2 separate regions of the Mus musculus genome follow, and region 2 is linked to region 1. The links are chromatin contacts, called in public Hi-C maps. All regions are on one chromosome and are shown on one strand. Each heading gives the region's core, a stretch centred on a gene start, on an enhancer-like site or on the middle of the called end of the contact. The rest is flanking DNA. Distances are from core to core; before and after follow the strand shown.

The links. Hi-C and Micro-C count contacts between places; a contact is called where the count stands out from the background.
Region 2: a contact with region 1 is called in a Hi-C map of the P5424 cell line, with 4 times the contacts expected there. The contact joins two enhancer-like sites. A contact is called at or near these places in 2 of 484 Hi-C or Micro-C datasets (DN3 thymocytes and the P5424 cell line) and 2 of 115 datasets of contacts at active chromatin or transcription factors (the SCID.adh cell line and thymocytes).

Annotation. Positions count from the first base shown.
Region 1 is chr15:63,253,711-63,260,458 of GRCm38.p6, forward strand. No RefSeq gene overlaps it. Among named protein-coding and RNA genes, the nearest start is that of Gm41335, 100 kb to the right of the region's middle. Within about 2 kb of position 2,256, at least 4 of the 459 cell types and tissues checked have an H3K27ac peak or open chromatin away from gene starts, as enhancers often do. A contact at or near this core is called in the P5424 cell line and the SCID.adh cell line, where this site is marked.
Region 2 is chr15:63,465,176-63,471,750 of GRCm38.p6, forward strand. All of the region lies in intron 1 of Gm20740 (predicted gene, 20740), which reads right to left. Among named protein-coding and RNA genes, the nearest start is that of Gm20740, 11 kb to the right of the region's middle. Within about 2 kb of position 1,901, at least 9 of the 459 cell types and tissues checked have an H3K27ac peak or open chromatin away from gene starts, as enhancers often do. A contact at or near this core is called in the P5424 cell line and the SCID.adh cell line, where this site is marked.

The DNA.
Region 1 (6,748 bases), core at 1,006-3,505:
ACAAGTAGTAAGAATAGTTTATTAAATACATACTATAAAATTAAGCCTGTGCTAAGCACTTCAGGTGTTTCTAGTCTTTTTGATTAACTGGGAAATTTTTGGTAACTTCAAAAGATCAAAGAGCTACAAAAGAGTGAGGTCGTATTTCTAACTTTGTTCTGACCTGCCTAGAGGATGATGATTTAGACTCCAGGAGATCAAACTTATGGCAGGCACACTTCTGGGTAGGAAGAGGAGGATTTTAATACACAAGTAGGCATCTTTCATTTTTTAGAGCAAGTCTGAAGCAGGATTCCAGCGAGGTGGAAACTGAAGATGCTGTAGCTGGGGACACAGTGAACACCAAGACCACAAACTAGCCAGGCCAGGGAGTGAGTTCCCCAGAGTCTCTCATCCTAGGAGAGAAATGCTACTCATCTGTTTGTGAAGTACTCAGTGCCAGTGCATGGAAGCTGGTTCTGGTTATACATACCCCAAACTGGCACGAGGGCACTATCAAGGGCATTCACTGTCAGAAGCAGAACTAGAATTGGAAGGAACTGCAGGTCACTTAGGTTCTAATTACACTGGCAGGTTCTAATCACCCTGACGTCATCGCTGGATAGTCTGTACTTCAGCAGCCTGCCTCCCAAACACAGTGTTTCTCTGAGTGATTCTGAGAACAAATGAATTTATTACCCTTTTCCGTCAAGAAGAAATTTCTTCTTGAAATTTTACATTTAGATATAAATGTGAAAATTGTCTCCCAGCATTTCTGTATTCTTTGCATTGCATTTGTTGCTTGAATAGAGGCCTTCATTGACTGTCCTTGCTCCTCCCGCCATCTCTATAGCACTCCATTCTATTCTTATGATCCTTTGTATTCTGCCTTGAGTGAATACAGTAGCCTTGGGAGCAGAAATCACCTATTTTAAAACACCCAAATACTGGGTGTATTACCTTTACTTTCAGTTTCTTCCAACTTTCAATAGCATAAACAAGATACACATTTTTTGCATCTAAGTCTCCATGCATATTTATGAATTTCTGTTTGCCTAGGAATGGAGTTACTTTCATCTAACATTTGAAACTCTTGGAACATTCTTTTTTTCCCAACGTATTCCTCAACTGCTCAAATTTTATGCCCAGTAAAGAATTTAAATACTTTCTTTAAAAGTGAGTTAATGAAGGTTAAAGAATTTTAAGATTTGACGAAGGAGAGGGCGCAGTTGTTCAGTGGGCAGGTGACTTCATTTGCATGCTGTTCTTAAACTGACCTTCTACTTCTTGTATTCTGTGACACTATGTCCTACAGTGTGGTACTCTTACCAGTAAGTTTGCAAGTGGAGTTGGCCATTGGGTGGCACCTTTAAATAATGGAAAGTGGGAATGGAGAAGTAACATAGTAGTTGCCCACTGATCCTCCACTTCAGGCATTACCACTGATGAGTGCTAGCCCTCTCCCCTGAAATTGGTCCTACTCCTTTCTAGATCACTCATCCTCTCTGATCCAAGCTCTCACATGATGACTCCATGACATGTGATTCCTGGCTAACTGGCTGTTTCAGCATCTGCATCCCGATGTATACCTGCCCTGTATATATCTCACTAAGATTGTTCCTGCCACTCATGCTTGCCAAATGCCTACTGATCTCCCATTTGTCTACATAGACTTTTTAGACCTCCTTCAAAATTGGTGACTTCTACTGTATGCAGAATGAACACACTATAGCAGCACTCAAATGACCTTTGCTGCACTTGCATCTATAAAAAGCCTGAATAGGTTTTTTGTTATTTCTTCCTCCTTGATCTACATTTAGGTGATAACTGTTTGATTCTACCTCCCAAATGTGTTCTCTCTTTCAGAATACTTTAAAAAAAATGTCTGGTCTGAAACCTAATTGACTGAAATCATCAGCTTCACCACAGTTCACTGCACTCACTCAGAAAGCTACTCTTAGAGGCAATTTGACAGAGCTGTCCTTTGAAACTGGCATTTTCTAAGTGTTCTTCTAAATTACAGTTGGGCCATAAATATGGCAGGTTAAACGGAGACAGCTGAGAAATGGTGTAGGTGAAAAATTACAAGGATGGGATCTTTCTCCTCTTCCACATGAAGATTTAATCTGCCAGATTAAAAAACCCTGAACCTGGTGATTGTGTCAAGATAACAGCTTGGAGGATGCTCAGAGATGGGGTTCCCAGGGTGTTTCAAGGGATGGGTCTGTGGCCTACAGAGGCAGGTGTTTCTCAGTTGGAGCACAGAGGAGTTCTTGGCACCAGCACTGGGCCAGCTGTGAGTTTATCTGTGGTATCTGGCTTTCAAAGTAGTGTTCCCTGCAGTCTGCCTAAAAGAAAGAGATGATCAAGATGAACGAAGAGGTAATTGCACTGTACTCTACTCTGATGGGAAAAAGGGGGGAGAATTATGAAAGAAAAATATATATGCACATGTATATGTAAATATATAGTTATGTGTTGATATATATATATATATATATATATATGGACTATTGAATTATCTATAGGAGAGTAATATAACAAGATATGTACACTTTACAATCTGTGGACATCCAGTGATAGAGAATGTGTGTCTGAGATTTTTCATGATCGTGTTCCCTTTTCTGCATTTGTCATCACTCCCAATTCCACTCTCATGAATAAAATACTTCACTGGCCACAGGTTTGCTGGAGATGGAGATCTGTTCCCAAATCCTCAGTTACTCTCTGGGAAATGGCTTCTGTATGTACACATGTTCTCTAGCTATGTAATAAAAGACCTCTCTTCCTTGGCAAAACTTAACTCTACCTTAGAAAACTCTGATGAGTACTAGAAAGATGACATGTTCCACAAACGTCTTAAGTGATTCAGGGTTCACAACAAAGAAGGAGATGCTATATTGTCTTTCATGACATAGCGTCTAAGTCCCATAGCATAACTTCTATAACACACAAGTGGGTAAAAGGTTTACAAAGACCTGTCTAGTTTAAGACAAGACTTCATGTAGTCAGAGTGGGAGGAGGGGGAGCCAGAGATGGAAATGTTGTTGGAGTTGGTTTGGGAAGAAACAATTTGATATGGGAAAGGAATATACACTACTTATTTTCTATGCAGAAATTAATCCCAGGGTCTTTGCACATTAGACAGATATTCTACCACTAAGCTACATCTACAGCCCCTAGATTGTTTTTAAAAACAGAATTTGACTGAAAGGGATAGAAATACAAGAAGCCAAGAAAAGGGGGTTTTCTCTGACCATGCAAAAGAAGCATTGGAGTGTGAGTTTGGAAACACATCCAGCCCGTTCATGTAAGAGTCACAGTGACTCCAGGACCTTGTAACTGATAAGCAACAACCCAGCCTAAGAGTTAACCCATTACAATAGGAAAAGGTCCTCAAAGATTAAACACTGATCACTTATTGGAAAGCCCAATAAGCAAAGGTCATATATCTGTTTTAAAAGAAAAAAATCCAAAGAAGAGTAACATTTTGTAATCGGTGACTAAGTCATAGTTCATGTCCATGAGTTCTGTGACTACTTAATGCCACCACAGCAGGATTAACTAGTGGCAAGGAAAGCCATGATGGCACACAAGGCCCGCACCTTACTTGTCCACTGTGAAAAGTGTCTCCCACCTCTGCTGTGACATCTCTAGGAGTCCTATATGTGCCTTTTTCTATAAGAAGATGGAAATAATTTCAAAAATTCTTCTCTGGCTTTCTACAGAAATATTTTTACTTATATTTTATACAAATTGTCCTCTGTCTCTGTCTCTGTCTCTCTCTGTCTCTTTCTCTCTCTCTCTTTCTTTCTCCCTGGACAGGTTCTAGTTAATGTCGCATCTCTCATGCTGACCTTCAGTATCTTCTCCTCAGAGTGGTGCCTCATGACCTACTGAAAGCAGATTCATACATCTATTCCCATATTATTCCTAGACACTGAATCTGAAAATATTCTCTTACCATCTCCCACCACCCTCAACATGATTTCACTGCTTTATTTACCTGTTCTTTACTATGTCCCTATTACACAAAATGTGTATTCTGTGGCAGCAGGGACTGCTGTCCCCCCTCCCCTTTGACCCCAGAGGCAGTGTTTGTTTACATGCCACTCACTGGCATGAATGACTGCCTACTGGATTGTTTTAGCTTTCCCTGCTAAATGAGAACGACATATTGATATCAACATAATAGGAAGCCAGCATCTCTCCATTTCTGTTTCAAAAGAACTCACATGAGATTATTTTCTCTATGTTGTATTGAAGAAACTTGAAGAACATAGAAAAACCAGAAGTTCTCCAAACTTGAAAGAGGCAGAAATTGAAAAAGAGGAGGAATGAAAAACCCAAAGACCGTATTCAGGACTTCCATGCAAGGTTGTATTGCAATATCCGGTCAGAAGAACAGGATTGGGTTGGCTAACTCAGGGTGTCTTTCCACCCATTGTTAACAAAAATGGTTAAGAAGAAGCCAAAAGTGTAATATAGATGGTTGGATGTACCTCATGTCAATCATCAAAAAAGAAAAAAGGAGATAATTGGAGTGAAAACTCAGTTAATCTTTGACCTTGAAACATTGGGATCATCTCCACCCTCTCCTCTCATCATTTCTCCCATGTCTTTCTTAGAATACATTTCTCTTATGCCTGCCCTCCTCCCTCTTGTCACCTTCACTGCAGAAGTTAACATTTTCATCATTTTTGTTCAAAAGTATTGCAAGAGTTCTTTTGTTCAGTCTCCCACTCAGTTCAGTTGCCTCTACAGGGAAAATGGAAGATGTCTCAAAAGAGAATTTACATCATCAGTTGGGCTAGTACAAAATCCTGTTCCACATGTTAAAATGTAGCAACCTTGAGTTAGGACTTTAAAATGCATGAAGAATGAATGAGCTAGCTGGGGTTGTTTCTATCATACTTGACTTTCTTTTGTGACTTTCCAAAATATGTTGAAATAAGATTTTAGTTACTGAAATCTGAATACTTGGCCTTACATTCATACATAGGTAAGAATAGCTCTCCTTTGTCTCCAAGGAACATTCTTTTTTTATTCAGACAGAAAGCATGACTTCAAAATGCAGAGAAAAACTGACAGTTAAATGTCTAGCCCCAGTAGATATATCTACAACACAATCTCTGCACCTAAGGCTCAGAGAACTTCTTGGAAGAAGTGGCAGAAAGACTAAGATCTGGAGAACTGGGACATCTGATGTGAGATAGAATTTTCTATACATGACAGAGAAGCTACATACAGGAAATGGCAAGAATAGAGTTGCCAAACAATCCCTGAAAATAAGAACACCAATTGGCTTGCCAGTGTGGACAAGTGATATCCCAAGACTCCATTCCTAGAAAAAGAGCTATGGGCAACTAATGTTTTGAAGTGAGAATCAGTTTTCTCCAGGGACATATCCTTATCCCATTCCAAGAGGTCAACTATAAACACAAAATGAAAATGAATGCTTGATTGAATGTGTTGTGGTGTGTGTGTGTGTGTGTGTGTGTGCGTGTGCGTGTGCGTGTGTGTGTGTGTGTGCGTGTGTGTGTGCGTGTGTGTGTGTGTGTGTGTGTGTGTGTGTGTATCAATGATAATTAAAAGTAAAAGGAAGGCCATCAGTGTGAGAAAAAAATGGAGTGGAGTAGAGGAAAAATTGATTGTAGAAGACAAAGAGGAGAAAGGTTATAAAGACAGTACTCATACATGAAATTCTCAGAAAATAGTAAACTAATTTTAAAAGTGGTGTTAATTCTTGGCATGGTAGCATGTACCTGAAACTCCAGCACTCAGGGGGGCTACAAGTTCAAGGCCACCTCAGTCAACAGTAGGTTTCAAGCTAAAAAAGTTTATGTAGTGAGTCTGTGTCTCCAGTTGAAATTCTTTCTTTTTTTTTTCCCTCTCTATTCCATTTTATTAATTTTTTTCAGTTGCCTTTCAAACAACCATAATTTATAAATCTCTGTAGGTGTGTGCTTTCTGAATAGCACTCTAAATAATCCAGTATTCAGGATTTAAATTCATAGTAGAATCAAATATACAATTATTTGAAGAGATTAATCAGATCAAGGAATTTTAATTTCATCGCTGAATGATGGAAAGAGATGGGGGAGAGAGAGAGGGAGGGTGAGGAGGGAGAAGAGGGAAGGAGGGAGAGAGGAAGGTGGAGAGGGAGGCAGAGGGAGAGAGATTGCACTTGGCTATGTGTATAAAATCATTTTAACAGGTTGAAATCGTATTTTTACCTTAGACAACACTTTTTAAAGTTTAAGCTATTCTGGATACTTTTAGATAATAATTGGCTAACATACATCACTCTGTGAGATATTAAGGGCTAGTATTATTCTAAGGAAATATCACAGACGACTATAAAAAAAGAAGTTATGAGAATTATAAAGATATGCCTCATGCCAGTGACTGCTATTATGCCAGGAATATGTTCAAGTTCTTGTGACCCAGTGGGAGGCTCTAATTAATCTGGGTATTAGCAATGTATCTCCACCATATGGTCAGTGGGACTAACAAAACTTTATAGACAATTATTTTAAAAGAAATGAAGAAAATCACCTTCTAGTTATTATCTCCTTGTCCCTTTCTGAACCACAGGGGCTACTGTTAGGGCTGTAAGGGAAAATAATGGTATCAAGTTTATCTAGAGATATCAATGGATGAGCCAAGGAACAAGAATCAGATTTTTGCTCAGAAAGCATGAACAGTGGAAGAAGGAATTTCAACAAGTCCTCATTTCCAAGAGGATGACTCCAGTGGTTGGAGAAGA
Region 2 (6,575 bases), core at 651-3,150, 210 kb after region 1:
CTCCATGGCCTCTGCATCAGCTCTTGCTCCCTGACCTGCTTGAGTTCCAGTCCTGACTTCCTTTGGTGATGAACAGCAGTATGGAAGTGTAAGCTGAATAAACCCTTTCCTCCCCAAATTGCTTCTTGGTCATGATGTTTGTGCAGGAATAGAAACCCTAACTAAGACAGATAGAAAGATTGATGAAAAATCCTGCTTTGCTTAGACCAAATATGTTATTCTGAAAAAAAAATCACTCATTCTTTACTTTATGCAGCAAATATTCTCTGGGGCTGGAGGTCTAGCTGGCACTATGAGAAATATTGGATTCAGTTGAATATGAACACAAATACCAAGCCCTCCAGAATATTAAAGTCAGGCAGCAGGGAATGTTCATACACAGAAGCACCACACAAATTTAGCAAGTGCTGAAGGAAAAGTTCAGACTATGTGCTGTCAACAATTGTTGCTGAGCCTGACATCTAAAACAGTGGTGTGGTGGTTTGAATATGCTTGGCCCAGGGAGTGGCATTATTAATAGGTGTGTCTTTGATGAAGTAGATGTGTCTTTGTGGGAGGAAGTGTGTCACTGTGGGAGTGGGACCCTTTCGTAGCTGCCTGAAAAACAGTAGTCTTCTCCAGTTTGCCTTTAGAACAAGCTGTAGAACCCTCAGCTCCTCCAGCATCATGCCTGCCTGGATGCTGCCATGCTTCTGTCCATGATTATAACGGACTAAACCTTTGAATCTGTAAGCCATCCTCACTTAAATGCTTTCCTTTATAAGAGTTGACATGTTCATGGTATCTCTTCATAGTGATGGAAACCCTAAGACAAATGGCAAGCCATTAAAGATGTGTGAGCAGGAACATGGTGTAACAAAGGGCTTGTTTATTTGTTAATATTTTTATAAACAATGTGTTAGTTTGTTGTTGTGTTGTTGCTGCTGCTGCTGCTGCTGTTTTCATTGCTATAGTCAATGTCCCATATCTTTTAAGACAAAGTATCTCAGATCACTGTTTTGGGGGGTTCAGTGTAGCACAGCAAGAGGGTCATGACAGAACAAAACAGAACCCATCATGATGAGCCAGGAAGCAAAGTCAGCAACAGAAAGATGATGAATAACCCAAGAATCTTCACTCAGTACTTCCTGGAAAACAGTAGTCTTCTCCGGTTTGCCTTTGGAACAAGATGTGGAACCTCTTTCCATCTAAACCAAATTCCCAAAATAGTACCATGAGTATTCATAGCAGGAGTCTGAGGGCAACATGTCAGATTCAAACCATAACAAGCAGAATGCTTGTGAATATGGAAAACAAAGAGGAGAAACAAAGTGGCAAGACCATCATTCAGAGCTGTATATAGGTGGTAAAGTATTAGCTGCCTTGGAGAGTGTACTGCTGGGTTTGTTTCCAGTTGACACAAGCAAGAGTCATCAGAGAGGAAGGAGCCTCAGTTGAAGAAATGCTTCCATGAGATTCAGCTATAAGGCATAGTGATCAGGTGGGCAGGGCCCAACCCATTATGGGTGGTGTCATCCCTGAGCTTCTGGTCCTGGGTTTTATAAGAAAGCAAGCTGAGCAAGCCAGAGGAAATAAGCCCACAAGCAGCACCCCTCTATGCCCTCTGCATCAGTTCCTGCCTCCAGGATCCTACTTTGTTTGAGCTCCTGAACTGATTTCCTTTGGTGAAGAACAGCAATGTGGAAATGTAAACTGAATAAACCCTATCTTCCCCAACTTGCTTTTTTGGTTCACGGTGTTTTGTTGCAGCAACACAAACCCTAACTAAGACAGGAAGGCAGCAATAGTCTCTCAACACTCTTTGCCAAAGCTAAGGCCAATTGATACAGCTGAGCTGGGGACCTGAACTGGAGGGAATGCCACAGAATCTTAAGAAGTCCTGGCAGAGGAAGCAGCTGCCTGATGGAGGCCCAGGTGTGCAAATGGCAGCACAGGCTTGTCACAGCAACCATCAAAGCCAGGTGCCAACTGTTGAAGAAAAATTTCTTTTGAGAAGCACTTGCAGAGGCATGAAGAGCAGAACAGGATGCCTGTGGCACAATAGGTGATGTGACAACAGACCACTAGGGCCTCAGTAAGAGAAGATGCACCTAATCCTCCAGAGACTTGAAGCCCAAGGGAGACCTGGAGGGACGGGCATCCTCTTTGAGATGGTGGGGAGGGAAAGGAATGAGATGAGGAACTGTCGGAGGGCAGATGGGGGATGATAATGATCAGACTGTAAGAGGAAAAAAATTAAAGATAATTTAAAAAATAAAATAATAATAATTGTCTCCCTCACCTCACACTATATTCTCTTTAATAAATCTTTGTGTCTGCTCTGGTATGATAACTACTTTTATCCCTTCTCCCTCGACTTGTCACAGCTGTTCCCTGCACAACACAGCTGTCAAATTAGGTCCAATAAGCAGCAGTCCTCTATGGCTTCTGCTTCAAGCTCCTGCCTTGAGTCTCTTCCTTGGCTTCCCTTGCTGATGGACTGTAACCTCTAAGATGAAGTAAACCTTTTCCTCCCATTGCTTTAAAAATTATATATATATGTAATATATATATATTAATATATATATAGTAAAAAAGAACAAGGACATCGTGAGTTTTGCAGGCAAATGGATGGAACTAGAGAATATCATCCTGAGTGAGGTAACTCAGACCCAAAAGGACATGTATAGCATGTACTCACTAATAAGTGGATATTAGCCAAAAAAAAAAAAAGTACAGAATACCCAGGATACAATCCACAGAACTCAATTAGGTTGCCAAGCCAAAGGGCCCAAGTAAGGATGCCTCAATTTTACTTGGGAGGGAATCAAAAACAATCATGGTGGTGGGGAGGGAGAAAGAGAGCTGGGTGGGAGAATGGACAGGGAAGAGGAAAGGGGAACATGATCAGGTACTGGGGGGTGTGGGGAATGGGGGTAAACAGGAGTAAAGCCCTGAGGGCCAGCAGAAAGAATGAAAACAGGCAACCTTGGGAGGTAGAAAGTGGGGGGACCCTCTAGAATGTACCAGAGACCAGTGAGGTCAAGACTCAAAGGGAGGGACCTTAGATGAAATGCCCAACAGTGGGGAAAGGAAAATTGTAGAGTCCACCTCCAGTAGAAAGCATCAAGTGGAGGGATGGGGTTGCCATCCCACAGTCAAAAACTCTGACCCAGAATTGTTCCTGTTTAAAAGAACTTCAGAGACAAAAATGGAGAAGAAAGTGAGAGAAAGGAAGTTCAGGCACTGAGGCCTGACACCATTACTGATGCTATGGTGTGCTTACAGACAGGAGTCTGGCATGGCTTCCCTCTGAGATGCCCAACAAGCAGGTGAAAGAGGGAGGATAGGGTAGGGGATTTCTAGGGGGAAACCGGGAAAGGGGATAACATTTGAAATGTAAATAAATAAAATATCAAATAAAAAGAGTCAGATGCAGATACTTACACCTAACCAATGGACAGAAGCTGGGGGACCCCTGTGTTGGATTACAAGCTGAAGAAGAGGGCAACCACATAGAAAGGCCAGAAGTCTCAATTAACCAGGACCCCTGAGATTTCTCAGACACTGAGCCACCAACAAGGCAGCATACACTAGCTGATATGAGTCCCCTGACACATATACAGCAGAGGACTGCCTGGTCTGGCTTCAGTGAGGGAAGAAACATCTAGTTTTTGGGAGACTTGAGACCCAAGGAGTAGAGAAGTCTGATGGGGTGGAGGTTGGGTGAGGGAACACCCTCTTGAAGATGGAAGGGGTTGGGATGAGGAACAGTCAGAACATGGACCTGGAGGGGGATAATGGAAGCAGGGGGGAAGGAGGATGGGATAGGGGGCTCCTGGGAGGGGGGAAAACTGGGAAAGGGGATAACATTTGAAATGTAAATAAAGAGAATATCCAAGAAAAAAGATTAAAGAATAATAATAATTTAAAAGTGGGGAGGGACATATGGGAGGAGTTTAGGAGAAGGAGAAGGGTTATGATAAAAAAATCCCTAAGACTTTATTAAAAACATATTATTTTAAAATTATGACATAAAAGAGACATTATTGTGGAAATTATGAATATTTTGCATTAGTTGATTTTTATGGCTATGACAAAACATCTTAAAGTAATGATGTAAACCTTTTAAAGGGATGAATTATATATTTTGGCTCATGATCAAAAAGGATTTAGTCCATACTCTTGATTGTATAGATTTGGAGTCCACAGTGAGACAAAGCATCATGGCAGAGTTTTGTGGCAAAGACCACCTACTGTGTGCTGGAAAGGGGAGAGAGAGAGAGAGAGAGAGCAGAACTAGGATACTCTTCAAAGCTTCAAAGGCAACTCTAAATTGACCTGGCTCCTCAAAGTAGTCTCCCCTTCATAGTTTCCACCACCTCAAAAATTACAGAAACTGGGATAATGTAGTAAACACAGGAGCCTATAGGAGACCTCTCATATCAGCATTAATGGCTTTATATGATTTAAGATGCTTCTCCAAGTTCAGATAAATCCAGTACTTTAACCTGAGGCAAATCAGAATACTATGATAGAAATAACAGTGAGAGAAGTTGTTATTTACTGCATAGCAACCAGGAAATAGATCTGAACTTTGTCAGATGAAGGGGCTAAGGACAAGATATATCCACCATTGTCATTTTCTCAGTGACCTACAAATTCCAACTACTCCCTGCTTCTGAAAACTTTCTATCTTTCAATAATGCCATCAAATTGTGAATCCTTGAAATAATTAACCAATTGACTCTCCAGTCACCCCTCAATGAGTGGGCCCACCACTGGCAGTCCAACCCTTCAACACATGATATATTTCAAGTGAGAAAACCACCTAAAAGCTTGGGTTTGTGCATAGAGAAGCTTGTGAGGAAGAAAGTAATAAATTCTTGCCTCTTCCAACAAAGTGGCTTCAAGTGTGGCCTATGACTTAAGTTACTGCAGGTGAAGTTAGAACATCCCTGATGAAATCAAGGGCAGTACTTGATGAAAATAGTATTTCAAAGACTTAAGGTTACTGAGAGCAAAGAATAGAGCTTTAAAAACAACAACAACAAATGAATGCAAAGACCCTATCAACCAAAGTATTAAGCAGAAAACAAAATGCACATGTATAAAAACTCATAAGAATTATATGCCCCAGTACAGGGGAACGCCAGGGCCAAAAAGGGGGAGTGGGTGGGTAGGGGATTGGGGGGGTGGGTATGGGGGACCTTTGGGATAGCATTGAAAATGTAAATGAGGAAAATACCTAATTAAAAAAAAACTGAAAAGAAAAAGAATTATATGCCAGCAGTCCTTTTAGATTTCCCCACTTCATGATCCTCTATGCCATCATCACCACAGTGCCGATGTTGTTCATACAGAACTAACAACAATAACTGACAGCTTCCAGCCCTATCCAAAGAAAGGGCTTCTGAGCCAAAGGTTAACTATCCAGTGCCTTCAATGTACATCTTTTCAGTTTTAAATTACATTTTGGGTTTGTTTTTGGTTTTTTACCACCAAGAGTTATTAAGACATACTAACTGTATTAAGGTATCCCCAGGATTGTTTGTCTTACTATTTAACCAAGAAATACATTAACCAACAGACTTCAGGAATCATATATTAGCTTGACATTGGGTATTTTTTATTTTAAATTGATAAATGCCTATCTCAGTGTTTTCATTAGTTATCATGGGCACGTGTTACAAATAAGCTCAGTTTCCAAACGTGGAAACACAAGAACTAGAATCTCTGACCAAAAAAAAAAAAAAAAAAAAAAAGGCATCATTACATACCTCCTCTTGAGAAGACGAGTGGTTGGGCCACAGATCTAGATGATGATCTGCTATTAGGGAATTTTGCCAGGTCTGTGATTGCTCAAACGCCATAGAACAGTGAAAACTGAACCACAGCACCATTGAGCCTTAACTAGAGGATCAGTGGTTTAACTCGGGGAAGCCTGGAATAAATACATAAGTTCAAAGGCAAGAATAACTAAGTTTCCTTCAAGAAATATAGGTGAACTGTGTTCATCATACTCGACTTTATCTGAATCATTTCAGGGTAGTTTCTTCAAATGCAAGAGTTGTTAATTATGCTGAATATTTTATTGAGTGAACAATGAAGATCCACTTTCTTCAAATGATTAAGAGATCATCCGCCAATTTCATACTCAGGCTGCCTACATGTATATTATATATATATATATGAGTATATAAATAATATGTGATATGTAAAATTGGTAATAAGAACTAGATAAAAATGACCCTCATGTTTTAATAGCATGAATACATAGAAGATAGATGATAGATGATAGATAGATAGATAGATAGATAGATGATAGACTACAGAGATAGAGTGAACAATAAAAATGTTCAAGTGTTCTTCACACACATTAAGAGATCATTTGTTAATTTCATATCCAAACTGACAAAGAAGACCAAGATCTCATAAATGCCACTGATTGCCTGGCTAGCTATGGCTCAGACTAGCAGATTCCATTAAATATTTTAATGAAATATTTATGTAAATTTTGACATAATATAATGTAGCCAAACTCCTCTTTCCCCTCCATGACATTAACCAATCTATCTTAGGGTGATTATGATATT